Regions from separate parts of the Mus musculus genome. Here all the other regions are linked to region 1. A link is a contact called in public promoter capture Hi-C data. All regions are on one chromosome and are shown on one strand. The core of a region is the stretch at or near the end of the contact, and the rest is flanking DNA. Distances in the headings are between cores, read along the strand shown.

Region 1 (3,230 bases), core at 388-2,887:
CACGATCCTATAAATTATATTAAGTAGAATGGGAGCATTGGCTTGCCCTGGCTCAGGCTTATAGTATGTGGTACACATGGTGATAATGTCTTTGAGCATAGTGGGAATATAGTAATATTTTTTAAAGGTGATACTTGGATTTTCCTTTCCTTTTTTGTTGGCATTTTTAAGACAGAGTTTCCAAATGTAGCTCTGACTGGCCTGCAACTCACACTGTAGACCAGGTGGGCCTTAACCTTTAATTAAGATCTTCTTGCCTCTGGCTCTCTAGTGTTAAGATAACAGGTAAGAGCCACCAGGCCTTGGTGAAACTAGTCTACGCCTCCCCTCCCCCAACAGGGCACAGCTACTGCTCTCTTTAAAAGACTCTCCGTCGTAATGGTCTGTTCTTTATTACTATTTTTTTTTAAAGTCATATGTGTGTGTGTGTGTGTGTAGGTTTGTGCACATGGAGGCTAGAGGAGTGTTGGATTTCTCAGAGCTGTAGTTACAGGCAGCTTTAGCAGCCTGATGTGGGTGCTGGTAACCGAAGTGGGGTCTTCTGCAAAGAGCAGTTGAGCCCTGTTCTTTATTACTTAATGAGGCCTTTTATTATTCTCATCAATAAGCAGCACAATTCACCAATTCACATTTTCTTTTCTTTTTTTTTTTTCACTTCAGTTTCGGTCAAACATTATTTTTAAAACATTATGAACTACCCATCAGAACAAATAACTTCGAATCCACTCTGTAGCTCCCCTTGAACCTCAAGGAATAGGAATCTGTCTCTTAAATGAAATAAGCAATTATGGCTCTGGTAATAATAAGAGCAAGGGGACAGTCGCCAAGCCCACCCCTAAGACCGACCCGCTTGAGGTAGACCATCCCGAGGGTCAGTACAGGGCTGGCCGCTGGGAGCTCTGCCTGTGGCCGAGCAGGGCGGACCAAGCACAAAGCCGCGCCTGGGGCGGGGAGCCCATCTCCCAGGTTCCGGCCGCCGCCCGGAGCGTGCACTAAGGGCTCGGCCGCGCCGCCACCAAAGCCTGGCCTCTCCCCTTGCCTTGCCTTCTGCTCATTTTATTAAAAAGGAAGAAAAAAAAAAAAAAAGAGAGAGAGAAGAAAAAAAAGGAGGAAAAAAAGAAAAAAAAAAAAAAAAAAGAAAATGGAAGAGCGAGCTGGAGCAAACATCCCGCCCCCAGGCCCGCCTTCCGCCTCCTATTGGCCCGTCCTCTACTGACGTCACGAAGAGACAGACCAATGGTGATGGTCGATACTGCGAGGTGGGCCGGGCCCGAGCGCGGAGTGGGCGGCGGGTCGGCGCAGCAGCCCCGCGGCTCCGCCACCATCGCGGAGGTGCCGCTGCTCCCACAGACGCTCGCGAGCCGCCCCCCGCGCTCCGCAGCCTCTCGCCCCGCCGGGCCTCGGTCCCCGCCTCCTTCCCCGCGCCTCGTCCCCTCACGCGCTCCCCACCTTGTTTCCGCCTCATTTTCTCTCCTAGTTGAGGGGTAGGAAAAAAAAAAAAAAACCCTACCATCCTCCGGTGGGAGCCACTCGCCCTCTGGGAAAAAAAAATCCACAAAACCAGACATGGTCCTGGGCTCCCACTGCTGAAGGCTTGGCCCACCCGAGGAGGTCGAAGTCCCGGCAGGGAAGCCCCGCAGCCCCCCGGTGTCGCATCCCCGCGGGCCGGCCCCTTCGGCCCCGCGCCCACCGCCCTCGGTCCGCCGCCGGCCCCCGCGGCCTCCCTCCCGGTCCCTGCACTTTCCCCGGAGCCCGGCCGCCACCCCTCTCATTGATGGTGTAGCGCCCGAGGGGAAGGTAAGTGTCCAAGTTGTCAGCGCCGCGCCGCGGGCGCCCCTCCTCGGCCCCTCTTTCTGGGGTCGGAGTGCTCTGGGTGGGCGGTGGGGCTCGGCCGGGAAAGCCGAGGCGGAATGCGAAGGGTGAGAGTGGAGGCGAGCCCTCGGGGAACCATGGGCCGGACGCTGCCTTTGGTCCTGTGCGAGCCAGGTGACTGTACTACGTGCTTCTTGACCCCTGCTCTCTCTTGGCTTCTTAGGCACGCTCTGGAACTAGTCTGAGGTTAAACTGTTACACGCCACTAGCTGAGCAGCTCAACTGTGAGAGGGAAGGACCCGAAGCTGTGCATTTCTTGGATATTTGTGAATGTGGGGGTCTGGGAACGGACTCATTAAAGTCTCATTTCACATTAGGAGGAAGACTCCTCCTTTGTGTCTCTCTTCTCAGGCTCTGTGATTCCAAAATTAGGGAACCAAATACCACTTGGAGCGGCGTAGAATTCTGTCATGATTTTAAGTTCTGCTGTCTGAAGGAGGGTGCCTTCTTTCTTTCTTTATATTTTTTTAGGGTTATGGGAAGAAGGTAGTTTTACATCGAATGGGGTGTGTGTTGTGTTGAGGGAGTATTGCAGGTTTCCTTTGAAACTGTTCGCTTGAGAAGTTGTTGAAATGAAAATAAAATGATTCATTGTTGAATAGTCATTATCCTCTGTCTCTTTTCCAAGGTTTGCTTACTTTTTTTTTTTTTTTTGATTACAGACTTCAAACATTGATTTCAGCAGAATGTGCCCTTGAGAAACTGGGTGCTTTAAATGTTTCAGTATGTGCTGCTATTTTAAGGTGGCTCTGAAAAAGTAGTTTTGTATGAATCTTGAAATAGCCTTCTGCAAAGCAATTCTTAAGACTAAACAAAACAAAACAGATTAACTAGTGAGTGTGAGCTTGGTGGATTACAAAACAGACATTTAGTGCAGCTCAAATGAATAATACATCCTAGGTTAGATTTCAAATAGCTTTTATAATTGCTTTCCATTTAAAGAGAGACCTTTTTGTCTGGTGTACACTGGTTTCTTTAGTCTCAGTCTGATGGGGGAGGGGAGGGAGAGGATTATCTATACAATAATAAAATCATCTTTGGCGAGATATTTCCTTCCATGGATTTGCTTGCTGAGTTAATTCCACTCTAAATTGCAAACCGTTTTTGATTTTGATGGCCTAGTCTGGGTGAAAGCCTGCCTTCCAGTTTTCTCTGTTGTTGAGGTCGAAGGGAAGAGGCAGAGGCAGAAGCAGACACACACAGAGACACAGACACACCACACACACACACACACACACACACACACAACCAGGCAGAGGGCTCATTGTTCTTCCATACAGATATCCATTCTCTCTCTCCCATATTTGGGGCTAGGTTTGCACAGACAAACACGGCTCTTTTGGGGAGGGATGAGAGGA
Region 2 (3,230 bases), core at 356-2,855, 630 kb after region 1:
ACCCCGGCTCGCCGCATGACATCCACAGGAATCACTGTCTCCATCTCCTCTGCTCCTTTGGCCAGGATGACCAGAGCTCTTTTGGAAGCCATTTCTATTTCTTAAAGACTTAAAAAAACAGGAAAAAAAAGTGTTCAAAATGTTGCCTCTGTAACAACCATCTGTTCACGCAGAGTAAATAACTTCTGTGTGACAGGTTGGGATCCATGGAAGCAAGCAGCTTAGATTAAAACTGGTTCACATGGCAGAGTTTCAGCACTCTAATCCCGGGATGAAAACAGGGTGGCTGGGGTGGGTAGTCTGTGGCTAAGAGCACTGGATCAAGGTTTAGTTCCCAGCACCCACAGGGCTGCTCCCAATTGTCTGCATCTCCAGGTCCAGGGGATACAGCGCCCTCTTCTGGCCTCTGCACATACATATATGCAAGCAGAATGCTGATACATCAAAATTAAATCCTTGCATGCCTTTAATCCCAGCACTCGGGAGGCAGAGGCAGGTGGAGTTCTGAGTTCGAGGCCAGCCTGGTCTACAAAGTGAGTTCCAGGACAGCCAGGGCTATACAGAGAAATCCTGTCTCGAAAAACAAACAAACAAACAAACAAACACCAACCAACCAAAATCTAAATCCTTTAAAAAAAATAATAAATGTGGGATTGCCAATGTGTGCTAGTATTCTTTGCATTTTCCCTTACTGTGCTTTCTTAGGACCAATCTCTAACGAAGACAGGTCACATAACGGGCCCTGCATATCAGTCACACTGTGGAGAGGCTGGTTTTCTTAAAATACTCTGAAGGAGGGAGGGAGGGAAGGAAAAGAATAAGAGAAATAAGAGAAAGAGAGAAGGGGAGGGGAGGGGGAGCGAGTCGAGCGCACACCTTTAGTCTCAGCGCTTGGGAGGAAGAGACAGAGACAGGAGTATCTATCTGTGAGTTCGAGGCCAGCCTGGTCTACAGCGTGAGTTCCATGATAGCCAGGGTTACAGAGAAACCCTGTCTCAAAAAACCCAAACCAAAACAAAAAAGCAAAGCAAAACAAAAAACCCCAAATCCACAATTTCACTGGTAAAAAACCAACTTGTAAATTTCGAAGGTTTTGTTCTTGTTGTTGATGTTCCAATAAACTGCTAAAATGTCAGGACCGGGTTGGGGGAGTCCAAAGGTGCTAAATCTCTGACCACACTGCTAATGATTAATAAAGATGGACTATCTCTTTAGGAGGTCAGCCCTGCTGCGGCCGGGAACAGCTAGCCGCCACTCGGAGGCACTTTCCGCGTGCTTTCCCTGCACGCTCCCCACGCATCACAACTTTGGTCAAGCCTTCCAGTAACTGCGCTCGCTCCAACCCGGAGGATGCTGTGCAGAGCCTGGCCCGGCATGCACTGCGGCCGCTGCCCCCAGCCCGCCCAGCCGGGACCCTCCGGGGCAGCGGGCGGATCACAGCCCGGCCTCTAGCCCCAGGGCGCTGACCTGCAGCCGCGCCTCCTCCACCCACGCGAAGCCACCGCTAGTCCGCAGGAACCTCGCACCCGACGTGTACCCAGCACGCATGCGCGCCACCCGCACTGAGGCTGCGCACAACCCCTCGCTTCCGCCTCGGCCTGCGTCATGTCCGGCTGAGCCCAGGCCCCGGGGTGGGGGTGGGGGGAGGAGCGAATAGAGGCTACTGCGGCTGCGCAGCGCTTGTACCATCTCGCCCCCAGACAACGGTACCGCCCACCCTGCGGGCGCCTGCGCAATTGCCCCTCTCTGCCTCTTCGACGTTTAAGTTGATAGTGGTTCCGAGTTTGAGGCCTGGCTGGGCTACAGCCTGAACCCCACACTTGTAATCCTAGCACATGCGAATTCACAGGCTGAAGTTCAGTCATTTTTGGAAGCCGTCTTACATTACGGTTTTTGTGGACCGTTTGCCTTTCTTGCCCCTTACTGTGACATCCCCTCTATTTGCCCCTGGCCTGCTAGTCTTCGTTCCACGTCATCCCAGGCCTGTCCCTCCCAGCTAGGCCTGGTCACCCTGTCCCCTGGGTCACAGGACGGTGTCAAGCTTTAAGAGCTCTTGCTGGTTTTGCAAAGGACCCAGGTTCGGTTCCCAGCATCCATTTGGGGAGACTCACCACTGCCTAACTCCGGATCCTGAGGATCTAATGCCATCTTCTGACCTCCACGGGCACTGCACTCATATGCACACAAATAATAAAATGTCCTACTGCACCCTCGGGTTGGAGCAATGCTATCATCTACGATAAGATAAATTATTTAATTATCTCATTTTATTTCAGCTTTTTACACTTCTGGGTTGACAGTTACTGTGTGTGCATCTCAACCTGTGCCAAAGGGTGCACGTGGAAACTCACAGAAGACCACTCGCCTTAGTGTGTTCTTTCTTTACTACAAGGTCTCGGATGGAACTCAAATCCTCCGGTGTGTGGCAAGCACCCTTACCTGTCGAGCCCTCCCACCGGCTCTCTCCTGAGTTTTTAATAGTTATCTTTCAGCTTACAGGAGGGAGACCCACCCTCACCTGGTCCTATCTGTACCCACCTCAGAGAAAGCCAGCTCGTTTGGCAAGTCTCAGTACTTTTTATACAAACCCCCGACAGGATATAAACTTGCTTTCCTTCCTATATGGAGATTGAATACCTCACATACATTGGCTGACCTCCATCATAGGTTCATATTGGAAATCTTATAAACTGGAAATTCTTTTTTTTTTTTTTTTTTTTTTTTTGGTTTTTCGAGACAGGGTTTCTCTGTGTAGCCCTGGCTGTCCTGGAACTCACTTTGTAGACCAGGCTGGCCTCGAACTCAGAAATCCGCCTGCCTCTGCCTCCCGAATGCTGGGATTAAAGGCGTGTGCCACCACGCCCAGCTTCAAACTGGAAATTCTTACAGTAGGAGTAGTTTAATTCTTAAAAATTGCTAAGTCATGTATATATACAATAAAACTTGGGCAACTGCTTTAGGAGTTGTGGAATGGACTGGTTCTTCACTATGTGCAAAGGGAAAAGACAGAGCCAGCCCCTTCAGCTTTGAAGGTACGGAAAGCTGGAGTGACAGAAAGAAGACCAGGACAGCTTGTCAGATGTGAGCTTCAAGATCCACAGAGGGTGTTGGGCTTGGTGGCTCATGCCTGCAACCCCAAGTACTTAAGTAAGGAGTGAAACCTGCCTCCAGGGGAACACAGGCCCTTGTCTCTTCCCTTAGGGCTTAATTCAGTGGTGCAGTCCAGGACC
Region 3 (3,230 bases), core at 530-3,029, 590 kb after region 1:
GGGTGGGGGAAGGAAAGGAAAGGAAAGGAAAGGAAAGGAAGAAAGGAGAGAAATTTTGTGGTAAAATCAAGCCTTTTGTTCTTACCTGCAACAACTAAGTAACCTTGGTCCCGTGCTTCTGTGGAAACCTTGAGGGTCAGGGCTGTGCAGTCCGTAGAAAGGAGCATTCACTGTACAGATTTCTTGGGCTTCAGGATTACTCTGGGCCCTTTGTGGCCTTTGCTGCTGTTTGTCTGGGACCTTACTCTCCACTGCCAGGCATCACAGAGGGCCCTGCACACTGCTGTCTGCTGGGCTGCTGTATCAGAGCTGGTGGCCCTGTGTGTCGGGTGTTAGATTTGGGAAGAAGAGAGTTTGTGGCGATGTGATTTGGAAGTGTTTAAAAGGTACTCGGTAGGCAACTGAAGGGCATCTGACCCCTGGAAATGATGGTCAGAGTTGGAGATAGCGATTTGGAAGGTGTGATAGCAGACGAAGGCAAGCCTGTGAGGCCAGGAAGCAGGAAGCAGCTGGGCACGTTCCAGAAGCTGAAGGCCACGGGCGAGTAGGCTGAGCAGTGGAAAAGGGCAGTGGGTGCAACTCAAAAGATCCTAAGTGGGAGAGGAACACGATGTGATTTGTTTTAGGAAAGATGACAGTAGCTGTTGTGTGGGGAACATTTCAGAGAAGTGAAATTAGCAGAAACACTAAAAGCTACAGGCCAGGGCCCAAAACTGGCACCAGAGTGAAGGGGGGGCGGGGGAGGGGATGGAGAGACACATGGCTTTCAGAGTTGTTAGGATGACAGGCTCCAGCCTGAAAGCAGTCTGCACCGCCCTTCTTCCAGAACGGCGGTGGCTCTTGCGAGCTGGAACCGCCTGTGTCCTTGTACTAGCACTGAGCATTGCCTGGTACAGGAAGCCATGGTACTTACATTAGTTCCAGCTTCATTTCCTTACCTGTTTCTGTGTTTTCCCTTGAACTTTTGCGATATACTTTTCATGGTTTTTTCTGGTCAAAGAACTGTCCTTGGCGCCCATGCTAATGGCACACTGCTAAAACACCCAGGAGCCACTTGCCCACCTATACCTCCCCAGCCGGCACACCAAGCAAGTTGAATTTTTTTTTTCCAACTTATATGTCTGGGAGTTTTGCCTGTGTATGTCTGTGCATTGCATGCATGCAGTACCTGGTGCCCACAGGCCCAAAGATGGCGTGGGATCATGGTTTCTGACAGCCATGAGCTGCTACATGGATGCTGGGAACTGAACTCTGGTTCTCAGGCAGAGCAGCCAGTATTCTTAACGACTAAGCCATCTTTACAGCCCTGTGTGATATCTTAGGTAATTATCAAAATGGGAAGTTGGTATCTGCACGATCCTTGTATAATGTTTTGTTTAGCTGCAAACTGATACTTGGTCATAAAAACTAGAAACTGATTTGGCCATTCTGTCAGGCATTTTGTAAAAAGCTAGTGGAACTTTTAAAAAGCTGTCGTGCAAAGCCATGCAGTGCTCATGGCACTTGATGAGATGGTCCTGATGCTGGCTGGCTCCAGAGTAGTCTCCGCTCTTGGCATAGCTGGAGGCTTGAGGTTCCATACCTGAAATGAGAAAAAGCCCAAAGACAAGAATGTACATTTTGAATTGAGCTCTAAAGCTCTGAGGTATTCTTGCCCTAATATAAGATTTCTTCAAACTAGAAATGGCTTGAGGACTTGTTTTCTTTGTAGTGTAGGTCATTTGACAGAATGTTCTGGCGCCTTTGCGCCCTTCGGTGTGAGTCATGCCATTCTTTTGAGGCTCTGAGGGGTGAAGGGGAAGAGAACAGAATTTGTCTACACTGTTGGCCTCACCTCTTGCTCCCTGTAACTACACAAACATGGTTCAGGCGTGCCTAGCGCTGCTTACTGTGAGGGTGTGAGCTTGCTCGCCTTCGTCTCACCTGTATGGATTCAACTTCAGGATACTTGTATCCGAGCCACGGGGAGTCTGCGGCTCCCGCACGTTTAAACAAGCTCCCCTTAGCTTTCAAGATGTCTACTTGGAATCTGAAGCAGCAAACATACTTGTGTATGTTTTTCTGTACCTGAGCTTACATCAGAGCAACCTTGTGACTCAGAAGTCACCGCCCCATGGCAGTAGTGGGGTTTTGGTAAGGAGTGGGGGGCTGGGGACAGATGGGAAGGAATGTACTTCAAGTACTAGTTGGCACCTGTCTTGGAGCTGCTGTCAGGCTAGAGGCTTAGCCAGCGTGCCTCTTGAATGCTGTCATCTCTCACCCTGTAAGTTCAGACACCCGGAACCCCAAGCACAAAAGCCTGTAGCAATTACCCACAGGGATCCGCGTATCTGCCCCCCCTCCCCCAAAATGGAGCTGCTTAGGAATGTGCACTGCATTCTCTTCACAGATCCAGGCAGCACCTTCATTCCTTAGTAAACATCTAAACCCAGGCCTCCCATGGGTTTCTTCACAGTCATGAGGGTTAGCCAGTGCCTTCCCTAGGGACAGCATGACTTGTCCGCTCCCCTCTTGTGAAAGGCAGAATGAGTCGTGTCATTCTGGCCTGCACCAAGCCTTCCTCTGGCCTAGCCATGGCACCGCCTCAGGCACAGCACACAGGAAGCTGTACTTTGTTATTCTGAATTCCTGGCTAGCCTCATGTTCTTGGATGAACCAGTGTCCTTGTACACAGTGTCTCTCCTCCCTCATTGATCAGGGTTCTTGGCTGAGCAGCTGACAGCTTCTGCAGCCGCCTGAGTAATGGAGCCCAGCTCTGTAGCAGGAGCACCCACGGTGGCCAGCACAGGACCAGACTTGCCTGTGTACTGCCTCAGCCCAGCCCAGAAGCCTCTAATTACACGTCTGCTGTGTGCAGGAGCCCAGGTGGCCTGGGCCCAAGCGGGGGTGGGGGGTGGGGTGGGGGAAGCACAGGTCTGCTGTCACTGAAGGACGGTGCAGAGGCCCCTAGAGCAGCAAGGTCCAGACACACATTCCAATTTCATCACACCCCTCTCTGAAACCACTGCCACACTATGTCATCTACCTACAGACCTGCCCATGTGCCCCAAGAAGAGTCAGAAACTGACCTGGCCCCGTAGGAAGCTAAGGGCGGTGTGTTTTCCTCCACACAATATGGCATTGTCTCAGGGGTGGCTCATGTGGCAGAGCTCTGGCCCATTTGACTTGCCTGCAGATGTCTCAGTGTGAACAGCTCACAGTTGTCGGGAACTTGCTGTCTGCCAAGCACC

The links. Promoter capture Hi-C pulls out the DNA fragments that hold promoters and counts their contacts.
Region 2: a contact with region 1 is called in a promoter capture Hi-C map of liver, with 8 times the contacts expected there. The contact joins the promoter of Park7 here to the promoter of Rere in region 1. A contact is called at or near these places in 15 of 39 promoter capture datasets (the 3T3-L1 cell line, the C10 cell line, the HPC-7 cell line and 11 more), 5 of 484 Hi-C or Micro-C datasets (CD4 T cells, cortical neurons, double positive thymocytes and 2 more), 7 of 115 datasets of contacts at active chromatin or transcription factors (the NIH/3T3 cell line, astrocytes, embryonic forebrain and 4 more) and 2 of 9 other capture datasets (liver and macrophages).
Region 3: a promoter capture Hi-C map of hippocampal neurons shows a contact between it and region 1, with 2.8 times the contacts expected there. The contact joins the enhancer-like site here to the promoter of Rere in region 1. A contact is called at or near these places in 3 of 39 promoter capture datasets (cranial neural crest, embryonic stem cells and hippocampal neurons), 1 of 484 Hi-C or Micro-C datasets (granulocyte-monocyte progenitors), 2 of 115 datasets of contacts at active chromatin or transcription factors (embryonic stem cells and kidney) and 2 of 9 other capture datasets (adipose tissue and macrophages).

The regions. Positions count from the first base shown.
Region 1 is chr4:150,280,279-150,283,508 of GRCm38.p6, forward strand. It overlaps Rere (arginine glutamic acid dipeptide (RE) repeats), which reads left to right and starts at 1,638. Exons shown (of 23, transcript NM_001085492.1): 1 at 1,638-1,797.
Region 2 is chr4:150,908,316-150,911,545 of GRCm38.p6, forward strand. It overlaps Park7 (Parkinson disease (autosomal recessive, early onset) 7), which reads right to left and starts at 1,606. Exons shown (of 7, transcript NM_020569.3): 1 at 1,468-1,606; 2 at 3-108. The coding sequence starts at 92.
Region 3 is chr4:150,869,267-150,872,496 of GRCm38.p6, forward strand. No RefSeq gene overlaps it. Among named protein-coding and RNA genes, the nearest start is that of Errfi1, 16 kb to the left of the region's middle. Within about 2 kb of position 1,780, at least 189 of the 459 cell types and tissues checked have an H3K27ac peak or open chromatin away from gene starts, as enhancers often do. A contact at or near this core is called in adipose tissue and hippocampal neurons, where this site is marked.